Regions from separate parts of the Mus musculus genome. Here regions 1 and 3 are each linked to region 2. Evidence: chromatin contacts called from public Hi-C and HiChIP or PLAC-seq data. All regions are on one chromosome and are shown on one strand. Each heading gives the region's core, a stretch centred on a gene start, on an enhancer-like site or on the middle of the called end of the contact. The rest is flanking DNA. Distances are from core to core; before and after follow the strand shown. Region 1 holds the start of 4933425B07Rik (RIKEN cDNA 4933425B07 gene). Region 2 has its middle 30 kb from the start of D330046F09Rik. Region 3 overlaps 4933425B07Rik (RIKEN cDNA 4933425B07 gene).

What was found. A called contact is a pair of places that touch in the nucleus more often than the background predicts. HiChIP or PLAC-seq counts read pairs in DNA pulled down with a chosen protein or histone mark.
Region 1: an H3K27ac HiChIP or PLAC-seq map of a colorectal cancer cell line shows a contact between it and region 2, with 4 times the contacts expected there. The contact joins the promoter of 4933425B07Rik here to the enhancer-like site in region 2. A contact is called at or near these places in 8 of 484 Hi-C or Micro-C datasets (the HL-1 cell line, embryonic fibroblasts, liver and 4 more), 1 of 115 datasets of contacts at active chromatin or transcription factors (a colorectal cancer cell line) and 1 of 9 other capture datasets (embryonic stem cells).
Region 3: a Hi-C map of liver shows a contact between it and region 2, with 3 times the contacts expected there. The contact joins two enhancer-like sites. A contact is called at or near these places in 13 of 484 Hi-C or Micro-C datasets (cerebral cortex, cortical neurons, cranial neural crest and 6 more) and 3 of 9 other capture datasets (embryonic stem cells, embryonic tail and embryonic trunk).

Annotation. Positions count from the first base shown.
Region 1 is chr14:46,635,951-46,638,993 of GRCm38.p6, reverse strand. It overlaps 4933425B07Rik (RIKEN cDNA 4933425B07 gene), which reads left to right and starts at 1,571. Exons shown (of 5, transcript NR_046460.1): 1 at 1,571-1,696.
Region 2 is chr14:46,702,311-46,705,693 of GRCm38.p6, reverse strand. No RefSeq gene overlaps it. Among named protein-coding and RNA genes, the nearest start is that of D330046F09Rik, 30 kb to the right of the region's middle. Within about 2 kb of position 1,318, at least 79 of the 459 cell types and tissues checked have an H3K27ac peak or open chromatin away from gene starts, as enhancers often do. A contact at or near this core is called in the HL-1 cell line, a colorectal cancer cell line, embryonic fibroblasts and 3 more, where this site is marked.
Region 3 is chr14:46,603,369-46,606,645 of GRCm38.p6, reverse strand. 4933425B07Rik (RIKEN cDNA 4933425B07 gene) reads left to right here. Exons shown (of 5, transcript NR_046460.1): 4 at 1,403-1,459; 5 at 2,329-3,277. Among named protein-coding and RNA genes, the nearest start is that of Gm41146, 21 kb to the left of the region's middle. Within about 2 kb of position 1,280, at least 21 of the 459 cell types and tissues checked have an H3K27ac peak or open chromatin away from gene starts, as enhancers often do. A contact at or near this core is called in liver, where this site is marked.

The sequences.
Region 1 (3,043 bases), core at 322-2,821, 67 kb after region 2:
GGCTGAAGTACTAGAGTGAAAAATGTTTCTGTGATCAGGAATTTCTGTAAATTGAAGACATGGCCTTCAGTATTTAGATACTTAACCTCTCCAACTTCTCAAATACAGGCATGGCCTTTGAGGCACACACTTGTCCGAGTGAGATCTAGACCAGAGTGGAACATGCACCACGGCAGTGAGTTCAAGTAGAATTTTGGAGTGGCACCTGATGTTGTCACGAGTGTCAGGCTGTCTGAGAGTTCGTTCTGGAGGTAGGTGTACAGGTCAGGGGAAGAACAGGAGTTCCATTTCATTTGTCGGCAGATTTACAGGACCCCGCAAACCAGGAGCTGTCTGGTGCTTAGAGGCTGACCTTGTCTACCTGGTCCCTTGGGGAGAGGACCCCCAACTCCACAGACTAAAACCACTTTACATCTTCCTGATATTAGCAAACATTAGTGTGGGTCATTTTGATTCTTCACATAGCAGGGTCAAGGAAAAGCTAAAAGCAATTGCAACTTGCTAATGAGGACTATTTAATTACTTTGGTGTGTGTGTGTGTGTGTGTGTGTGGTTTAGATCAGAGGTACCTTCCCTGATTGTTTTCCACCTTATATATTAAAGCTGGGTCCCACATTGATCCTACAACCTGATGAGCCTGCTAGTCCAGCTAGCCAGTGTGACCCAGGGATCCTCTCTCCATCCCTAGAGCACTGGAGTAGATAGTAGGCTGCTATGCCTCCCTAGCATTCCCACGGATGCTGGGGATCCCAACTGTTTTTCGTATTTCCTGCCAACCAGTTTACCCAACGATCCATCTCTGCAGCCCTATGCTGGCATATTTTTCAGTAGCTAACCTATGCATGTTGAGATTGCCTACTTAAAAATATACTGGAGTAAGGAAGACTGAGACGAGTTCTCTGTCTAGACCCTCTGGGATGGCTAGAGGCTCACGAGGGGCCTGCATCCTCACAAGATGATAACTGAGGCCTTGTATTGCCCAGAGACTGAATGTGTGGCCCTTCAGCCTGCCAGACTCCTCTGTCAGCCCCTCCCCAGCTCCAGGCACTTTTATAATACCAGGTAAGAACTTGGGGACTCCTCAGGACCCCACTCTAACAGACACTGTCTTTTTACCAGAGAATATTTTTTTCAGACAAGGGTTTCTTCTCTCTGTCACCACCTAAGAGACTGGTGCAGATGGCCAGTAAGTTACCCAGACCCTACTGACCGGTGTGAATTAATCTGTAGGATGGCACTGAAGGACTCTCTAAAGGACAAAGAGGGAGGAAGCTTCAAGGAAGTTATTTGTAGTCACCTAACGTTGGGTTTGTTAGTTGAAAAGTGGTATATTCCTGGACAGATCATGCCACACCAGCACATTTCTCACTTTGGGAGGTCTTTCTTTAAAGAGGGGAAGTGAGAAAGAGAGAGAGGGGGGGGGAGGAGAGAGAGAGAGAGAGAGAGGAGGGCTATGGACTGGGGTTTGTGTCCTTTATCTGGGCCGTGATGTAGGTAACAAAGGTGATGCATGTGCAGGAGGTGTGTGCCAGTTGCTATGGCAACAGATGCATGAGGGTCCTTGTCGCCTAGGGATGATGTCATCGATAGATTCAGAGGCTGGCTGTAAACAGCTTCCGATGCTAACAGGGTTGAGGACAAGGAGGGGACAGAAAATAGAAATTGCCATATCATTCTCTTTAGAGTCTTGACCAAGGTAAGCCAGTAGGAAGGAAGATGTCTGGAAGCCTTCCGATGCCTCTCCTGTTAATAGAGATTCTGAAACTTGGGCAGTGGGTATGGGAAGAGGAGGAGGAGGAGGAGGAGGAGGAGGAGGAGGAGGAAGATGAGGAGGAGAGTTAGAGTGACCATAAAGGAAACATCTCTGCAGGTAGTTTTGAGCCGTCACCTATGTTGTGTTTGGCGACCTAGAACAACAACAGTGGATATTTCATCTCCTAACTCCACATCCAGGAGAGGTGTTAGAGGCAGTGTTGTACACAGCAGTCCAAAGCCAAGAATCAGAGAAAGGAGGACAAATGAAGAAAGAATTGGGCAGCATCCACCTCTGGGTCTTGGCACCCTGGCCTCCCCACAGTCACACAAGCCTTTCCCTAGGGCTCCAGCTGCTAACATCCCTCATAACTGGTCGTCCCACTTAAAATAATGAGTCTTGGAGTCCCTTGATGGATTCAATCATTTCTCATGGTGTGGTTCAGCTTTTAGGAAGAATAAATTGACATTTTAAGGCCTGCCTGGATTTATTGTAAACAGTCACTCCCCACTAAAAGTGGCCTGCCGTGTGACCCAGCGTGGTTTGGCCCAGAGTAGTTTGGCTAGGATGTTGGCTCCGTTATGGAGACACATTTGCCATTAAAATAACACAGCCACAAGGAAATACACCTCGTTGTTGGCCGAGTGCGTGTTTTCTTGGGAACTGGGAAGGCTTTCTCTCTGAGTCACCTTAGCTGTTCCTCTGAGTCATTCCAGTGGGGGAGAAGGAGGACAGGGCAGGGAGTGATGGGAAGGTTTGGCCTCCCAGCATGACTCAGCCCTTCCCTACTCTCCACCTAATGTATGACAGGTGCCCAGACCTCCTCAGCCTCAAAGATACCCCTAGAAAGCAGTCTTCTCATTGGCCAGGAGGGTGGAGACAGGTCTCCTTTGCTCAAGAGGTTTCTAGTATGTGTAGCATATGTTTCCCCACCCCGTCCCCAGCCCCCCAAGGCTAGTTTTCTAAGACTCCAGACCTGACTCTGTTTAAGGTTGGCTCTGGGTGGGAGTGACCTTTACTTGCAGCATCCATGGGCCTACTGCAGGCACAGAGAGACTGCCTGAACCCCCTGGCTTACTCATGAGGTCTCCATGGCTCTGAGCCTTCTTGGGTCTCAGTGGACCCTGTTGGCTTGTCCTCTTACCCTCCTTTAGCTTGCAGTCTCCCACAGTCTTGCCTCCAGATCTGACATCTGCTCAGTTCTGCCCATATTTCGATGTGGCCCAGGCTGGCTTCTAGCTTGTAACTTTCCTGCGTCAGCCTCTATGGTGGTAGCAGTAAAGGCATGTA
Region 2 (3,383 bases), core at 69-2,568:
CACACATGGTAACGGCTGGGGTTCTTGAGGGAGCAGTTATCAGAGTGTGTGCCTCCCAGATTCCACAACAACAGGCTACACTCTTGGTAAGTGAATTCTGCAAGAAGCCTGCTTGGCAAGCTTGTATACACACACACACACACACACACACACACACACACACACACACACACACACACACACCACACACCACAGACCACCCCCACAAGTATCTTTCAACTCTCAAAATTCTTCACACGCCTTTTTTTTCTTTTTCCTGATAAGAGGAGCAAACCACTAAACAAACAGGGGAGGTGCATGTCCTTTAGGGTCTGTAGTCACTTTTTTTTTTTATTAGATGTTATGTATCTGTGGATCGACTCCATTGTGATCCAGCGATCTGAATCTGCACTTGCTTACAAGTCTGTTTTTACAGACTGTGGAAGAACAGAGTTTTAATTGCTTGCCGAGGAGAGCGGGGATAGAATCCTCCAGGTAAATCTGGTATATGTGTCAGATTAGTTTTGCCTAGAGGAAACGCCATGTCTCAGCGTCTTATACCCCTAATTTATACCCCCTTATAACTGTGATTACCGTGACGTGGAGTAGAGAGATGCGGTGAATGATTCAGGAGGCTGGCACGGGAGGGTCACAAGTTTGAGACCACCACCACAAGAAAAAAAATGTAGTTCTCAGAAATTGGCTTCTGAGATTAAAGGGGAAACTATATAACCTTACTGGTTAATATTTCATAACCAGTAAGCTTTGGATGGGGGGGAAATTGAAGAAAACAGAACAAAGTGTGTTTGGCAGACTTCTGCTGTCTTTCCTGCCTACTCAACAAGCTCAAAGGCAAGGACCGTGTTTCTCTTGGTGGCTGCTCTCTCTAGGGAGGTAGAGTTGTTTTGTATAATTCAGCTGACATTACCTTAACTTCGGGACACTCACCTTGGAAAACAAACAGTTTGATACCCAGAAACATCTAGAAACTTCCCAGAAAGCAATGATCTTAGCCTGTGTTAGAAACAAACCAACAAAGCTTACTCTTCCTCCTCCCTGCCCCCACTCCTGTCCTCCAGGCTCCAGAAAACAAGTTTGTTGAGCAGGGAAGGGAAATGCCTCCAGCCAGCCAGTCTGAAGACAGGAATGCTGGGCAGGAGATCCGATCCACAATCGGAAGGGTAGAAGGGGCCGATAAGGCTGCATCAGTCACCAAAACAGGTTTCGGAGGTAAAGTGAGGAGGGCCAGGAAATTTGCGATAGGATCGCACTGGGCTGTTAAATCCTGGCACCCAGCGCAGGAGTGGTGACTAAGAGACACTATTTAAACAACAGAGTTTGCGCAAGCGCAAAGGCTCCCTAGCCAAGCTCCTGTGTCAGATCCTCCTGGAGCTTCTGGTCTCTCAGAAAGTACCACGTCTGTGGTCAGTGTCTGCACTGGGGCTGGAGATCAGCTGTGTGTTCATCTCTAAACATTTGAGTCTCTTTTCTAGGAGTACACCCCCCCCAGCCCCCCACTCCAGCCTGCTCCCTGACCCCCACATCCAGGCTGGTCTTCAATTTTCAATCTGCCTGCTGATCAGCCTCAACTGTTGGGAGTGAAATGAAGGTTTTCTGTGGCCCACTTCCCTTCGAGCAGAAGTAGACTGACTTTGGTTAATATCAATACAAGACACGTAACTACGTTTCTCTTGCTTTCTCCTCTTTTCTTGGAAGTACGTTTTTCTGGGTAGAAAGACAGCTTTGGACAGTTGTGCATTTTTCGGTCTCTGGAATTTTAGTATATGGTCCAAACCAGTCGGACTGTATGAGCTGGGCGTGGTGGTGCAAACCCTTAGTCCCAGCACTGGGGAGGCAGAGGCAGGCGGATTTCTGAGTTCGAGGCCAGCCTGGTCTACAGAGTGAGTTCCAGGACAGCCAGGGCTATACAGAGAAACCCTGTCTCGAAACAACAACAACAACAACAACAACCAAACAAAAAAACAAAGAGAGAGAGAGAGAGAGAGAGAGAGAGAGAGAGAGAGAGAGAGAGAGAGAGAGAGGCCAGTGTATCAGGACGTCACTGTGCCTGTCACATTTTTTTTTCTTGGAGTGTGTATATTAATGTGGCCACACATTGCGTATGGTGGGCGGGGACACCCTCAGGTGCTGTCCCCTCCTTTCTTTTTTCCTCTTCAAGACAGGTTCTTTCACTGGCCTGGAACTTGTCAAGTAGGCTGGTTGACCAGCCAGTGAGCCACAGAAGTCCACCTTTCCCGCACTCACGGCCATCCCAGCCTTTCTTCACCTTTGTGTGGGTACTAGAGACTGAACACAGCAGCAGGGTCTCACGCTTGCAGGGCAAGCACTTTCTGGCCGCGTCCACCAGGTGGAGGATTCTGACAGAGCGGACACCTGTTTCAGGGTGTTCTGATTCTTGTTGGGGGAGCTGGGTGGCCCTAAGCATAGCAGACCCTACAAGGGAAGCAATCAGGTGCCCACAGCAGGAGCCTCCCTTGGCCAGTAGGGGTGATCAAAGAATGGAAAGCCAGGGCCAGCACTTTTTTCAGTCCCATCGGTCTATGGTGAAATCTCAGGCGTCCGGTGTGCTTGACTCCCAGATCGAATCTTCGGAAGAGGCTGGTGGTGTGCCTGCTTCGGGATCCAGAGGCCAGCTCTCTGGCTTTCCCCTGGGAGAGCATGCCCAGGCTGGTAGGGTTGCAGTGTGGCTTAGAACCAGGAGAGAGTGCGCCCCCTCGGGAAAAGGGAGAGCTGTAATTCTCAAGAGTAGCGCTAGAGGTCGCAGCTCGAAAGGAAAGTGCCACTCAGACTCCAATCTGACCTCAGCCCCCCCCCCCCCCTGTTTTAATCTCTGGAGACTTTCAGGCTTTCTGTGCTGTTACTCTGAGCCATGGCGCTTTTCTGTATTTGAGGGTCACTCTCCAGGCAAACCTAATTTATTCTCCCTGTCCCACTGCTCCTCACGGTAGGAGAGGCATGTTAGGTAGAGGCATGTGAGAAGCTCTGCCTCTCAGAGAAAGGCAGAACCCCCTTAAGGGGACACTTTTGTCTTCCTGCATTCCAGGGTCAGCTTATATCCTGTTGTTGTTGTTATTATTATTATTATTATCATTGTGGTTGTTATTATTGGTTGTTATTGTTCTTATACTACACAGATATGTAAGGCTGGATATACATGTCTACACTCACAAAAACATACTATTCAAAATAACAATAGGAATGGAATGGAATTGAGTTGGGAAAGCCTGAACCACTGAGAATAGTTGAAACCCAAAATTGATGTCCAGTTCTGTATTTGCTTTATATGTTGAACGTCAGTGGGGCTAGGCTAGAGAACCTTCATGCACTCGAGTGATATCCTGATATATAGGATAATTGATTCGAGACCCTTGGGAAAGGGTCGT
Region 3 (3,277 bases), core at 31-2,530, 99 kb after region 2:
TTGTTTGTTTGTTTGTTTGTTTGTTTGTTTCAACACGAATGTTTGGTAGACATTTGTGCGTACCAAATTTAGCAGCTGCATGGCATTGCTATAAGAAGCCCCGGAAAAAAGAGTTTCAGAAGTGTTGCAAACAAACTTTGGGAAGCAAAGTCTGGTCAGTTTATGTGTTTTAAATATTCTTTTCTGAAGTTTATGTTTCCTTTTTAAACAAAGACTTCCCAACAAGCCACTCTTATTTTAAGAGACCCCGCCAGTAGTTACAGCAGGACGCACAGGCTAATGCCGAGAGTGTTATTAGTAATGACCGAGACCTTTAGCCTCCTGTCCAGAGTTCTGTTTTACTGTAGCGGACTCCAATGTAAACTCGATCATGTTGGGCTATTTAGTAACTTATTAGTGCATCCATCTTTTCATCATTTGACAGGTGGAAGTAGTAGTTCGGTTTTTAGTTTTAATTATAAGGGATTCCAGATGTAGAACGCCACACAAATGAAAACCAGAGCCCCTCATAGGTCTTTTCAAAGCAGGCTGATTTCAAGGTATCTGCTTTTCATTTCAAAACGTTATTAAAGCTATTACTAAGAAATTCATAGTCTTAGCCTGTTCCAATAATTGACACCTTTAAACTGACTAAACAGATTTAGAGTGTGCAGAAAAGTAAATTTGTCTTAGAGAATGACCCTAATCATTTATTTCCATATAATGGACAAATGGGTGTCCGTGGAATTAGCCTGAGAGTTGATGAATGAAGCCAAAGGCTCCCTTTTTATAACACTGTCTTGGCCTCACCTTTGTCTCTAATTAGATTTCACATATAGATACTTGCCATTTCAGAGGACTTAATGACCTACGTTTACCTGCCGTGGTTCCTCCATTCAATTTTTTTTTTTTTTTTGGTCCGTCAGAACCAGAAGCAGTTTATTTTTATTTTCTTTGATAGGTAGTTTTGGGGTGAAGTCCCAGTTCACAAAACTCCCCACGAGCCATTTCCCAGCTGGTTATTCATTGTACCTCTTCAGAAAGAGGTTGCATAAACAGCAGAAATTTCCCGTAATTAGGATAGCTAGCTGGGCTGATAAATTAGAGAAAGAACTTGTTTGGCATAAACCGAGCCTGGTTCTGAGGCAGACATGTTCAGCTTTTATTCTCTGGAGTGTGGTTGAAAGGGTGAGAAGTTAATTTGGCAGCTTCATGGTTCATAATGCCCTTCCCCTCCCCCCTCCCTGCAGCCCCAGTGAAGTCCGGGATTGCTTTGCGCCTGCCCTCATACAAGGCAGGACCGTGACCCAAAACGGAACCCGTCTCCCCAGGGCACGCTCCGAGCAGCAACAGCTTGGCTCAAGTGTTTCTTATGAACAGCCGTCCTGAGCACTTGATCTAAATCATGCCATTTCCTTCACAGCATGGCACAGTTAACAAGTCACTGCACCAACACAATCTACAGATGGCAGTTCAAAAGGTGCGGGTCCCCCCAGCAAGATAAAGGGCAGGCAGTTCCAAGGGGGTGGGGGGATGCTCATTACGGGGAATGCAGGGGTGGGGGCACCTAGGAAGGGGGTGTGAGCTGGCCTGCGGGGTCCTCGTGGGCGCCCCCGCAAGGGGGTGCCTAGCTTGACTCTGAAAAGGCATGCGTGAAACTAGGGGAGAGCCGTTATTGAAGTAAAGTGCAAACAGCTTGCAGAGGGAGGCTTGCCTTGGCCTGGGAATGTTCCTTTGCAGAGTCAGGGCAAGGTCTCTGGGAACAGGATACTGCACCCATATGCTTCTTCTATCACTCTCTCAAGTATAGGGCAATTTCCAGAGTGAACCCCGAGACCTAGGGTACTCTAGGCAAGCACAGGCAACTCCTGGCCATGGGAAAGGCCCAGATCCCATCCAAAGAGGGCTAGGGCCTCCCTTCTTCACTGGCCTGTGCTCCTCCGCAAATTACATTAACGCTAATGTCCAGCGAAGAATCTACGAGACATATTGGGCCTTTAGACTTCAAAACAAGCCTAAATTGGAACCATATTGCGGGAATGCTTCTTAGCTAACATTTATATTACTTTAGTTACCAAATCCAGACTAAGTCCCGGGACTCGGCAGGGGAGGACATAATATATTAGGAACTAAGAGGAGAGTGTTCTATTCTTTTATAACTGTACAAAACCTTCCCTCACACTAGCGAGGAAATGACTACAAGGCCTTAAAATGAGGGTAGATAGCCCCCCACCCCAAGGCTGGGCCCCCATCACGAAGCTGCTCTGGAGGGTGAATGAAGCCTTCACTGGGATCTGGTATCAGACAGGTAAATTATAGACCTTCAGCTAGACTCCCTTCCCTCTGCAGGCATCAGACCCCAGCTGTATCTCGGAGTCTGGATCGGCTGCCAGTATCAACCTCTGTAAGCAAGTCTCTTAAGGAACTGGCAAGATGGTACCTGCCAAGTGTGTGAGTGCTAAGGAGAACGGTATGCAGTGAGAGCTGCTCCTCTCTGAGTTCTGCGAAGAGCTAAGGGAGATTTTTCCTTTCTGCACTTATTTCAACCAGAACACATCATTTGGGAGCACATTCCAGCAGCTCAGAAATTTCACCGGTGCTACTGTTTAAGAGCAGGTTGATGTTGTGGCAGATACAATGATCAAGGACCTCACAGGAAGGATTCACATCCCAGATAATGTCTGAGAGGATTCTGTTGCCCGACCACTGAGGTGGAGGCTGGATTGGATGTCCCTGCCGTTCTGGTCCCACCCTAAGCTCCTCTCATTTTCCTCGGTTTTTCACAGGACCCTAGCTTCCACCAACAGAGAAAGGTTGCTGGGGGTGGAGGGTAAAGCCGATAATGATTGATTGGCTGGACAGTTTAAAGATCAAGCTGGGCCTAGTCTCTGTTGGGTGAGGATTTCAGGATGGGTTTTTCTCAGTAATCTAGAGACTATACCTGTTGTCCTTATCAAATCCCTAGGTATCTCATCACACAAGGACACCTGAGGTCGTAGGGGAAAAAACACATTCATATAAGCGTTAGGAAGTCTCCCCTTGATGTTTATTCCCACCTGGTGTGACTTGGGTGTGACTGGAGGAAAGCATCAGTTATACCGTCATTGAAAAATAATTAGAGTCTCAAATTACACCAGTACCTTAGATTGCCACGAGGGAACTCCATCTAAGCTTTGTCACCTCCCATCTTTATCCTGTTTGCTATTTTTACTGGGACATCTACAGAGATTATCATGTGATCATCACTTGATGCTGAAGCGGAGACTGGTTTAAATGGTTTAAAGCAGAGACTGGTAGA